Regions from separate parts of the Macaca mulatta genome. Here region 1 is linked to region 2. Evidence: chromatin contacts called from public Hi-C data. All regions are on one chromosome and are shown on one strand. Each heading gives the region's core, a stretch centred on a gene start, on an enhancer-like site or on the middle of the called end of the contact. The rest is flanking DNA. Distances are from core to core; before and after follow the strand shown. Region 1 holds the start of ATOSB (atos homolog B). Region 2 holds the start of RUSC2 (RUN and SH3 domain containing 2).

The links. Hi-C and Micro-C count contacts between places; a contact is called where the count stands out from the background.
Region 1: a contact with region 2 is called in a Hi-C map of fetal cortex germinal zone, with 3 times the contacts expected there. The contact joins the promoter of ATOSB here to the promoter of RUSC2 in region 2. A contact is called at or near these places in 5 of 14 Hi-C or Micro-C datasets (CD4 T cells, blood, fetal cortex germinal zone and 2 more).

Annotation. Positions count from the first base shown.
Region 1 is chr15:64,607,563-64,613,467 of T2T-MMU8v2.0, reverse strand. It overlaps ATOSB (atos homolog B), which reads right to left and starts at 3,201. Exons shown (of 9, transcript NM_001193876.2): 1 at 3,100-3,201. LOC144334652 (a long non-coding RNA gene) reads left to right here and starts at 3,099. Exons shown (of 3, transcript XR_013404763.1): 1 at 3,099-3,236.
Region 2 is chr15:64,165,519-64,171,818 of T2T-MMU8v2.0, reverse strand. It overlaps RUSC2 (RUN and SH3 domain containing 2), which reads left to right and starts at 4,565. Exons shown (of 12, transcript NM_001266666.1): 1 at 4,565-4,814. It overlaps LOC144334666 (a long non-coding RNA gene), which reads right to left. Exons shown (of 2, transcript XR_013404777.1): 2 at 2,521-5,963. LOC144334663 (a long non-coding RNA gene) reads right to left here and starts at 2,448. Exons shown (of 2, transcript XR_013404774.1): 1 at 1,949-2,448; 2 at 988-1,112.

The DNA.
Region 1 (5,905 bases), core at 1,952-4,451, 440 kb before region 2:
CATAGAACACTGTAGGAAAAAAAATATCCCTTAGCAACCCCACCTTATCCTATCTTTCTGCCACTACCATAGGCCAGGCCTTAGTTACCTACAAAGGTCAGAGGACAATAGTTCAGGGTGAAGGATCAAAGATGTTCCAGGCCTCAATATACCCTGGGAAAGCAGCAGGGTACAACCAAGAGGCCTTACTACTGGACACGGTGGCTCATGCCTGTAATCCCAGCACTTTGGGAGGCCAAGGTGGGTAGATCACAAAGTCAGGAGTTCGAGACCAGCCTGACTAACATGGTGAAACCCCATGTCTACTAAAAATACAAAAATTAGCTGGGTGTGGTGGCGCGCAACTGTAATCCCAGCTACTCAGGAGGCTGAGGCAGGAGAATCGCTTGAACCCAGGAGGCGGAGGTTGCAGTGAGCTGAGATCATGCCACTGTACTCCAGCCTGGGCGACAGACTGAGACTGTCTCTCAAAAAAAAAAAAAAAAAAAGAGGCCTTACCTTCCTGCCCTAAATTTACCATGCTTTTTTTTTTTTTTTAATAGCAGTTATCACTACCTGACTTCTCCCTCCCCCTATATAATTTCTTTCTCCCCTTATTAGAATGGAAGCTCCATGAGAGCAGCAACTTTGTTTCATTTGTGCTCATATTCACAGAGCCAACATGAGTCCCTGGCAATGTTCAATAAACATTGACTGAAGAAAACAACAGGCCCTGGGCTGAGTGAACAGCAATCAGGCGATCTGGATCCTATCTAGCCCTTTCACTGTGACATCTGGGGAATCACAGTCTCTTTAGCCATAAATTTCCAAAACTGTAAAATAAGGGGTTTGTATAAACAATGACTGCTGAGGGCCTCTGCAGCTCTATAATTCTAATGACTGTTGTTCACTCATATCCATATCAGAGGATAGCTCCAGGCATTCGAACGCCCTGCTGCCTTGTACCAAAGCAGAAAGGCTATATCCTCCAGTCTCAGCACAGCAAACTGATGCCCTTTCTCTTCATGCCCCACCCACTCACACAAACCTCCCCAGTCCTGAGGAAGCTAGAGAGAGTCTGCCCTAGGCCCGCCCTCTCTGAGAGACTGTCTGGGAAGCAGTGTTGCCATAGCAATCAGCTCCTCCTCAAAAGGCTTCAGCCTGCCCTTTTTTACCCCACCCTACCCCAGGGCTTTGTCTGTCCTCAGCACAATCCCCCCCTCCCCAGCCAGTCTCTCAGCTCCTGGGTGGTTGTGTGAGGAGGCTGGCTTGGGGCCCCTTTTAGCAACACTGTCACACTCATTCAGCCACTGTGTGGAACTCAAGCCTTTCCCACCCTCTCCCAGCCAGCCTAGGGGCAAAAGGAACTCTAGCACTCCATCAAATCCCCTCAGGGAAGCAGAGGAGCCCTCAAGAGAACTAGGTCCTAGTCTCGGTTCTGATAGTGCTTCCAAGCCTGGAGTGTGGGGAGCTACTCCCTTTTCCTTCCCTGAGGCTGGAACCTCACAACCCTTACTGGGTTCAGCTTACAGTCATAGCCCACCTCTCAAAACAGATGGAAGATCCTCAATACTCCTCACCACTTCCCCCCTCCCACAGAAGCCCTAGTGTTCCCCACCCAGGGGAAGGACAAGGGTGGGGAAAATCAGTTTGTGTCAAGTGGTTAAATGTGGCTACCAGTCACTTGGGGGTCTATGTGAGAGACCTGGGTGGTAGTGGTGGGGGTGGGGTCTGAGCCCTGCTGCTGGTTACCATGGTCTCTGGTCATTGAGCACAAAGTCCCAGGCAGGGCATGGCTCCTAGATGGGCAAGGGCCAGGCCAGGCCCTGGGGCAAGGAAGGAAGTGGGAAATGAGCACACCCAGAGCGTAAGGGCAGGGCAGGGAGGGGGAGGGGGAGACAGAGACAAGGCTGGCTCTGGGAGGAACAGGAACTAGGATGGGGGGTTGACAGGAACCCAGTGGGGGAAGGGTCCCCCAGGACATCAGCTAGGGGAAGAAACCCCAGTCTCAGCTGGACAGATCCAAAAGAGACTGAGGAGACAGTCACACAAGCCCTGGTGACAAGCAGGGTCCGACTCCTCTCTGAGTGCTCAGGCCAGGAGGTGAAGTTAAAAGCTGAGCAGACAGGAGTGCAACAGATTGGCCTCTTCACCCAACTAACTCCATCACCCTTGCTCCTAGAACCCAGAACACAATATCTTCCTGGAGTTACTACAATGCCCTAAACTGTTACTTTCTCAAAGTACTGGGGGTTCTGTTCTCCCGCCTCAACTGGGGCCTACAACCCCTTCCCCTAGATAGTGCCCACAGACCCTCCGACACCGCTACACTCTGGACCACCAGCCCTTCTCCATTAAACAGTCCCCCTTCCGTCAAAGCGCCTCCAAGTCCCCTCCCCCTCATGTACCTCCTCCAACCCCCCACATCAGACAGCGACACAGTCCCCTCACGGTGTACCTCGCAACACCCCCCCACCCACAACAAAGCGCTCCTGCCCTTCCTCCATAGAGGCCCCTAGAGAATGCACCTTGTTGCCCACACATTGAGTCCCCAACTGCTCCCCCGACTCCGTGTCTTCCCTCAACATACAGCAGTCTCCAGATTGTCTGCAAAGCGCACCCCCATCCGCGTCCCTTCTTCCACGCTCACCCCGCCCCACACCTGTAGTTCCGTGGATCCCGTTGCACTCGGGTAGGTGGTAGTGGTTGGGGCAGTTACTGAGCAGTCCTATCTGTAGTCTCGGCCTGCAAACCTCGCCCCTTCGGTTCGAGCCCCGCCCCCGCAACGCCCAGGCCCACCGTCTCCCTTGTCCCACCTTCCACCTTCTCCGGACTTGTCCCTTTCCTCGTTTAATTTCTCGAGCTCCTCCCCTGTAGCCCGGGCCCCGCCCCCTTCTGTCCCCGCTCCTCTTTCGCGTTTTCTTTGCATTTCCCCAGGATCCTCAGCTTTTCCCAGGCCCCACCCGCGATCCCCGCCTTCTCTTGGTCTCTCCGCCTTTCACCGGGACCCGCCCCCTCGGATTCCAGCCTGGCAGAAGTCGCGCCAGGCCCCCTTCCACCACGATCCCCCTCCCATCTCAGAGCCTCTCCTCCTTCCGCCCCTTCTCCCTCACGCCTCACCCGGGCGGTCGCGATCCAACCAGGATCCGCTGGCTCTGATTGGCGGTGGCAGCCCCAATGGATGACGGAGGAGACAAAGTGATGGCCGCAGGTCGCCTGAGGTCCCACCCGGCCACGTGCGGCTTCTGTGATGACAGGTCTAGAGGGGCGGGGCTTCGGTCGACAGGCTGCTAGCCTGAGCGGAGCGGATCAGGGAAGGGTGGGAACCCGGAGCCAGGGCCAAAGCCACAAGCCTGAGGGCTCTGAGCCGGGTTGGGGCTCTCTCGCTGCTTTCGCGCCGGTGTGAGCTGCCTGCGAAACTCGAGCCTCTTTGTAGGGATGTCTGGGTTGGCGCGTGCATTTGCACTAATAGGGGAGGTCCGTAGGGTTTGCAAGGTAGTGCAAGGAATCTCAGGGGTCTGTGAAAATAAGGGAATCTGGGCGATGGGGTTCAGGTTTGCGAGGTTGAGCAGTTTCTGAAGCCTACGCTGTGCAGGCGGGTGTGGGTTCTGGGATGGACAGTAGGAGTCAGATCTGTACCTATTGAGGCACGTCAGCGAGGAGATCTGTGAATTTTACGAGATGAGTGTTGGTATGGAGTCAGATCTGTACCTATTGAGGCAGGTCAGCGAGGAGATCTGTGAATTTTACGAGATGAGTGTTAATATGGAGTTAGGATGGCCTGCAATTGCTGGAGAAAAGTGAGGCCTTTCCCTTGTACAGGTGTCGAATGAACTGCAGTACAGTTACATATGTTCTGCAATTTAAGTGGCGCTTGAGTCTCTTCTCTCCAGCCTCTCCCCATGAGATACAATAAGGGAGGGCGACGCTTTCCAGACACCGGTAGATGGCAGTACAGGACACTTGCAGAACTGAGAGAGCCCAGCTCAGCGCCAATCTGTGGCCTCTCTGAGGAGCAGACCGTTTGGGTCTGATTTGATCAAGTTCTCCAAAAGTCACATTCTTTTTTATTTGTTTTGAGACCGCGTCTCGCTCTTTCGCCCAAACTGGAGTGCAGTGGTGCGATCTCGGTCACTGCAGCCTCCGCCTACTGGGTTCAAGCAATTTTCCTGCCTCAGCCTTCGGAGTAGCTGGGATTACAGTCGTGCGCCACTAGGCTGGAATAATTTTCGTATTTTTGGTAGAGACAGGTTTCACCATGTTGGCCAGGCTGGTCTCAAACTCCTGATCTCAAGCGATCCACCCTCCTCGGTGCCCAAAGTGCTGGGATTACTGGCGTGAGCCACAGCACCCGCCAAATTACAGGCGCCTGTAATCCCAGCTACTCTGGCGGGGGCGGGGGCGGGGGCGGGGGCGGGGGCGGGGGCGGGGGCGGGGGGGGGGCCAAGGCAGGAGAATCGCTTGAATCCAGGAGGCAGAGGCTGCAGTGAGCTGAGATCGCACCATCGCACTCCAGCCTGGTGGACAAAGATTCTCAAGGCTCTGTGACTTTATGCCAGTAGTTAACTTAAACTGGTTTACTCAACGTCAATGGTGTGGAAGGCGCAAAAAAAAGAAAGAACAAAGTATTTTCTCTGCCCATAAGGAACGTATTGTTTAGACAGTGATACAAATGCCTACATAATCCCAGAAGGGCAAACTAAGAAAGGTTTTGTGTAGTGGGAAAAGCACAGAGTTTGAAGTCATCTAAACTTCTTCAACTTAAACTTCAAACTTCAACTTATGGGTTCAACTTATGAGTTTGTCTCATACCTTTGAGTATTTACTAGCTGTATAGATTTGGGTAAATTACTTGACTTTAAAAAATTAATTGTAGAACAATTTTAGATTTACAGAAAACTTGTAAAAATAGTGCAGAGAGTTTTCAGATGTACACTATACCTAGTTTCTCCTATTATTAACATGTTTCCTTATATGGTTCATTTATTACAATTAATGAGCCAATATTGATACATTAACAATAACTAAAATCCACACTTTATTCTGATTTTCCTTTTGTTTTTTTGAGACGGAGTTGTCACTCTTTCACCCAGGCTGGAGTGCAGTGGTGTGATCTCGGCTCACTGCAACCGCTGCCTTCTGGTTGCAAGAGATTCTCCTGCCTCAGCCTCCTGAGTAGCTGGGATTACAGGCATGTGCCATCACCCCTGGCTAATTTTGTATTTTTAGTAGAGATGAGGTTTCTCGTTGTTGGTCAGGCTGGTCTCGAACTCCCGACCTCAGGTGATCTGCCCGCCTCGGCCTCTCAAAATGCTGGAATTAGAGGCATGAGCCACTGCGCCCAGCCTATTCTGATTTTCTTAGTTTTTCCCTTATGTCCTTTTTCTGTTCCAAGATCTGATCCAAGCTGGCACATTACATTTAGACATTATGTCTCCTTTGGCTCCTCTTGGCTGTGACAGTTTCTCAAACTTCCTTGTTTTTGATGACCTTAACAGTTTTTGTTTTGTTTTGTTTTACTTTGAGACAGAGTCTTGCTCTTTTGCCCAGGCTGGAGTGCAGTGGTGCTATCTCGGCTCACTGCAACTTCTGCCTCCTGGGTTCAAGCAATTCACCTGAATAGATGGGACTACAGGCTCATGCCACCATGCCTAGCTAATTTTTGTATTTTTAGTAGAGACAGGGTTTCACCATGTTGCCCAGGATGGTCTTGATATTCTGACCTTGTGACCCACCTGCCTCGGCCTCCCAAACTGTTGGGATTACAGGCATGAGCCACTGTGCCCGGCGTTTTTTTTGTTTGTTTTTTGTTTTTTTGGCTACAAGTGTGAGCCAGAGCACCTGGCCTCATATTGCAGTTTAAAAAAAAAAAAACAACAGTGGTACCTAGGCAGCCTGAGTCTTTATTTTTCTACAAGATTTTTAG
Region 2 (6,300 bases), core at 3,316-5,815:
GCTCATGCCTGTAATCCCAGTACTTTGGGAGGCCGAAGCAGGAGGATCACTTGAGCTCAGGAGTTTTGGACCAGTCTGGGCAACATAGTGAGACCCCCATCTCTACAAATAATACACACACATACACACACACAAATCCTTTGCCCATTTTTATTTATTTACTTATTTATTTTTTTGAGACAGGTTCTCACTCTGTCACCCAGGCTGGAGTGCAGGAGTGCAATCTTAGCTCACTGCAACCTCTGCCTCCCAGGTTCAAGCACCTCTTGTGCCTTAGCCTCCCAAGTAGCTAGGATTACAGGTATGCACCATCACACCCAGCTAATTTTTACGGGTTTCACAATGTTCGCCAAGCTGGTCTTGAACTCCTGACCTCAAGTGATCTGCCTGCCTTGGCCTCCCAAAGCTCTGGGATTACAGGTGTGAGCCACCATGCCCGGCCCCCTTTGCCGATTTAAAAATTTGATTATTTGTCTTTTTACAACTGAGTTGTAAGTGTTTTGAATTATATTCTGGACAGAAGTCCCTTATCAGATATATGATCTGCAAATTTTCTCACATTCTGTGGGTTGTCTTTTGACTCTTTTTTTTTTTTTTTTTTGAGACGGAGTCTAACTCTGTTGCCCTGGCTGGAGTGCAGTGGCCGGATCTCAGCTCACTGCAAGCTCCGCCTCCCGGGTTTAGGCCATTCTCCTGCCTCAGCCTCCTGAGTAGCTGGGACTACAGGCGCCCATCACCTCGCCTGGCTAGTTTTTTGTATTTTTTAGTAGAGACGGGGTTTCACCTTGTTAGCCAGGATGGTCTCGATCTCCTGACCTCATGATCCGCCCGTCTCGGCCTCCCAAAGTGCTGGGATTACAGGCTTGAGCCACCGCGCCCGGCCTTGACTCTCTTGATTGTGTCCTTTGAAGAACAAAAGTTTTAAATTTTTATGAAGTCTAGTTTATTTATTGTTCTATTTTCTCATTTTGCCAGCAGGAAGTCAAAGTTTTTCTGTTTTTTTCTTTTGTCACTTATATATTTTATATCTTGTCTAAGAATGTGTTGCCTAACTCTAGGTTACGAAGAATTACTTCTTTGTTGCCTAAGCTTCTTTTTTTTAGATATGGAGTCTCGCCCTTGTTGTCCAGGCTGAGGTGCAGTGGTGCAATCTCGGCTCAGTGCAACCTCCGCCTCCTGGGTTCAAGTGATTCTCCTGCCTCAGCCTCCCGAATAGCTGGGGTTACAGGTGCCCACCACCACACCCAGCTAATTTTTGTATTTTTAGTAGAGATAAGGTTTCACCATGTTGGCCAGGCTGGTCTTGAACTCCTGACCTCAGGTGATCGGCCCACTTCGGCCTCCCAAAGTGCTGGGATTACAGGCGTGAGCCACTGTGCCCGGCCGCCTAAGCTTCTTTTTAATAGATTTTTTTTTCCCCACATGAAAAACAGTCTTCTCTTCCAAGCTTATTTAGTCAAGTCTACCCACCACTTATTCTGATTTACACACAAGGAGCATCTCTTTTTAGATTATTCTTGTTCAACAAGACTTCCATATGCCAAGCATAAGACACCTTCTGAATGCCAAGCACTATGCTAGGTTTTATGGGAAACACAAAATAAAAACGATATTGTCTTATATACTGGATAATGGAGATGCACAGATGACTATAACTCCAACTTTGCAGTCTAGAAGAGATGTTAAGGCAGATAGGCAAAAAAGAACAATAACCATGTTAAGTGACATGATTTACTTAATCAAAACTTCTCAGGGACTGATTCTAGTTGCTGATGAAGTTCGCCATTAATATGCAATGCAATGAGAAAAGTACAGTATGCTCTTTCTTATAAAGTTATGATCATTGATGTAAAGTTTTGTAATGATGCTACTTGACAATATAAGAAGTTGGCCTTGCAGTGAGCTGAGATCCGGCCACTGCACTCCAGCCTGGGCGACAGAGCGAGACTCCGTCTCAAAAAAAAAAAAAAAAGAAGTTGGCAATCCAATATTGATCCACCTGTTTTTTGTGGAAGTTGTTTTCTTGTCTGTAAAATCAACCACCTGCAACCACTGGTTCAGAGGACAGATTATTTCTGGCTCTGGGGTAATCAGAGGAGACTTGATGGAGGAGTTGCTCTGGGCCTGGTAGGTTTGGATAATTTTGAACAGGGCCAAGTGTAACAGGAAGGAGAGTCTGAATGAACAAATGCAGTAGAGTGGAAATGATCTTCTGAAACATGTTTCAAGGATTGCATGATGGGAAACCAAGGTTGAGTGGAGTAGACAGCCGAGGGTGGGCACGGTGGCTCACACCTGTAATCCCAGTACTTTGGGAGGCCGAGGCACGTGGATCACCTGAGGTCAGGAGTTCAAAACCAGCCTGGCCAACATGGCAAAACCCCATCTCTTCTAAAAATATAAACCTTAGCCGGGTCATGGTGGTGGGTGCCTGTAATCCCAGCTACTCAGGAGGCTGAGACAGGAGAATCACTTGATCCCGGGAGACGGAGGTTGCAGTGAGCCAAGATCACGCCACTGCACTCCAGCCTGGATGACAAGAGTGAAACTCAAAAAAAAAAAAAAAAAAAAAAAAAAAAAAAAAAAAAGAGTAGATAGCCGAGATGGATGACCTCTAAAGCCAAAATGAGGAGGCTCAACTTGATTCTCTGGGTAATGAGAAACCATTAAAATGGCCAGGAGGAGTGGCATGTTGAAGAAAGGTGGTGCTTTAGGGAGATGAATCTGGTAGTACTAAAAAGTAAATTACAAGTGGGGAGACTAGTTAGGAGGTGGTTGAGGTTTATAATGTAACAGTATTTGTGTTTTGTTTCTGGTTGGAAAATAATTTGATCTTTCCTCAAAAGCCCTAGATCTTTGGCAGTAGTGGTTAGGAAGTAAGTGGCAAGGTTGTCTGTGATGTAGTGAATTAAGCCAGGCACTAGAGGTCTGAGAGCTGCCACCTTCCATAGGCAACTGGAAACACTGGCTGTCCAGCACAATGCATGACTTAGCCTCACAGAAATTTCAGAGTCAAAGACCCTGGGCCCAGAGCTCTCATGGTAAGAAGCTTGAACTCCAAATGCTTGGTCATGAAGATTAACTTTGCCCTAACCTACAGATGCTTATCCAACCGTGCTTTGTGTTCTGTATCAGCTAGGCAAGAGGAAGGCAGAGTGACACCATTTCCTCACCTTTCAGTGGCTGGCTAGGAACAGCAGTCTCCCTCCTTCCTTCCCTTCCTCACTGTTCCCTGCTTTATAGGATCAAGGGGCCATGGCTGCTCAAACAAGTCAAGGCTGGAGATGGATCTTTGTGTCTTTGTGTGTTTTTGTTCTCTCTACAATTGACTCAGCTGAGCATGGTGTCAGTGGACACATGGATGTCATAGGGAATAGGAGAAACAAGAAAGGAAAAGAAGTTACATCTCTTCCGGATCCTGAGGGATAGCTGTTATGGTCTTGGCCAGTGGTTTCTCCAAAGGCTTCTTTCTCAGGCCCTGAAATCCGAGGGCATGGCTGTGGAGTCCAGATAGTAGTCACCTTGGGAGGAGCCCTAGGCAGGGCTAGTGTTTGGGGACCAACCCCTGCTTGAGACTATCTCTGTATTCAAGCGTAGCAGCAGGGAGCAGTGACACAAAGTGGACAGAGACCTCACCGCAACTTCCTGTACAACTGGCTCTAGCTGCAGTTTCTTCCTTTTTTCCTTATTCCCACAGAATTGGCCCAGAACCTGAGGAGGGTGGAGCAGGGAAGGAGCAGAGGACTCTGTAGGTCTCCAAGCAGAACTGAGATTTCTCTCTGGCCTAGGAGAGACCACTGTCCCCTGCCTTCCTTTCCCTGGGAAGATAGGCTTCCTGGCCTCTCAGCCCAGCTAGAGGGATTCTGCCTCCACACAAACCCAGCTGGACCCAGCTGAGCACTGACTGAGAACCGATGTATGTGAGAGGGGCCAGTTCTACTTCAGCCACAGCGAGTAGACCTCTGAAGACCCAGGGAACTGAATTGAATACCGTGTTAGGAAGAGGGCCTGCAGCCTCCAGGTCCTTAAGACTTACCACCCCAGTGTACAGAAGCCTGCCTAGCACCCTGTCTCTCTAGGAAGGCCAGTGCTAAGACTCGTGGGCCATCCACCAGGACTGAGTTCAAGTTACTGCTGGCAGAATGGTGACTGGTCCCTGCAGCCTCCCTTCTGGGCTTCAGGAATCCCCTCCCAGGCTGACTGCCCCACCCTGAGGCTAGTCTGGAATCCTGGTTAGAGGAAAAAGCTGGAAAACAGAGTCATTCACAATGGGCAAAAAGAGGAGGGAGAGGTTTCTGGTTAAGATATAAAAGGAGGAGCCTAAAGAAGGAAGGAAGCTCCAAGGCTCTGCCCAGACATCTTCCCTGAGACGCCTAAGGACAAAAGAGGAGCTAGACACAACTCTCCCCATTTTTCCTTTGCTGTCTTGAGAGTTCTCCATCTTCCAGCACTGACTTTCTCTACCCTCCCCCTTCCCTAGGCTAAAGGGCCCACAGGGACTGGAAGGGAGGGAGGCTGAGTGGCTGTGCTGTGGGCCTGCCTGCTCCTTTCCCTTCCCCCTTCCCTTAGCAGCAACGTCACCGCATCACCAGCAGCCGCGGCAGCAGCACGGAGACTGGGGCTGGGATTGCGCAGCCTCCCTGCATTAGCAACGATGCCATTGTATTAGCAGAAATCAGATCTTAGGAAATCGGTCCAGTTCCCCTGTGTGGTCCCGTGGAACAGTGTCTCAGCTGGAACTGTCGAGGTAGAGCTTGGTCGGAGTGCAAAAGGGACAGACACATCAGGGGTCCAGCTCAAGGCTCCTGACAAAGGTATGGCTCAGGGAGCTGGGGGAGGGGCAGGGCAGAGATGCTAGGATACTGATCAGCACATTTGGGCCCTGGCTTCTGAGGGTTGGCTTTGTCTTTCCAAAAGGGAGAGGGGGACGGTGCTGGGGGGATAAAGGGAATGTGCGGGAGCACAGCATTAGACGAGCTCATCCATGCATACATTTGGGCTATGGTGCAGAGATGGGGAAAAGCCAAGGCTTGGGCTAATGCCATTTATGCTATTTTGTCAAGAAGCAGATCGCATCCTTCCTTTTTGGGCATTTCTAATGAAGCTTCTAGTATGGGTCAGGGATGGGGGAGTCAGATCTAGAAACAAAGGCTTAATGGGAGGAGACACCCCTATAGCTACTGTAAGTTTATGATGGAGAACATGCAAGGATCCATGCAGCTTTCAAGAGAAGGGGCTGGGAAGCCTTTCTGTCCACACACACATACATACATGCACATAGCTATACATGCACATAGACACACATACCATATCTTCTGGTGCTATGGGAGCCACCAGGCTCCAGGTAAGGATGGAGTAAGAAAACAGGGTGCCCCACAGTGTGTGGCAGGGGTAGGGACAGTCATTGTAATGCCTAGGGCACCTGACCTGTTACAATAAGCCTTCAAGAAGAGACCTAAGCGTAAGCTAATACTCCCAAATCTACCCTCCCGCCCTTCTCCCTTTGATCCTACCCAGGAGAGGACCAGTCAGGAAAAGGGTTATCAGCCCTACAGAGGCATCTTATCAGGATCTCAAGTCAAGGTCAGATTGCTAGAGAAGAGCAATTGAAGACCATTGTCTTTCCCGTCTTTATTCAGAAGGCCAAAAAAGAGGGAAGGGTTCTATGACTGGCAGAAAGACATTGATGACCAAAGCTAGAGGAAATCTTTTTTCTGGGGTTTTCCTGCCCAGAGTTGCTCCATTGCTGAGCAGGTAGGAAGAGTTCCCTAAATTCCCATTTCCACACCTGTAATCCCAGCACTTTGAGAGGCTGGGGTGGGAGGATCACTTGAGCCTAGGAGTTGAGACCAGCCTGGGCAACATGGTGAAACCCTGTCTCTACAAAAAATTTAAAAATTAGCCAGGCATTGTGGTGTGCACCTGTAGTCCCAGCTACTAAGGAGGCTGAGGTGGGAGGATCACTTGAGCCCAGGAGTTCAAGGTGCAGTGAGCTATGATCGCATCACTGCACTCTAGCCTAAGCAACAAAGCTAGACTCTGTCTGTAAAAAATAATTGTAAAAAAATTCCCACTTCTAATAACTACCTTGGTAGAGGGTTCAAAAACATAGGATAATAGGAGACAGTAGTGCCATATTGTGCAAATATATAGTTGAGGAATACACTGGATAGTTATGGGAGTGTATTTGTTCCCAGGAAGTGTCTAGGAATGTGAACCACAGAGCAGGGAAAAATGAGACTTGAGACTATGTATGGGGCAGGGAGATGAGGGCTGGGAACTGGGGCAGGAGGTGAGATT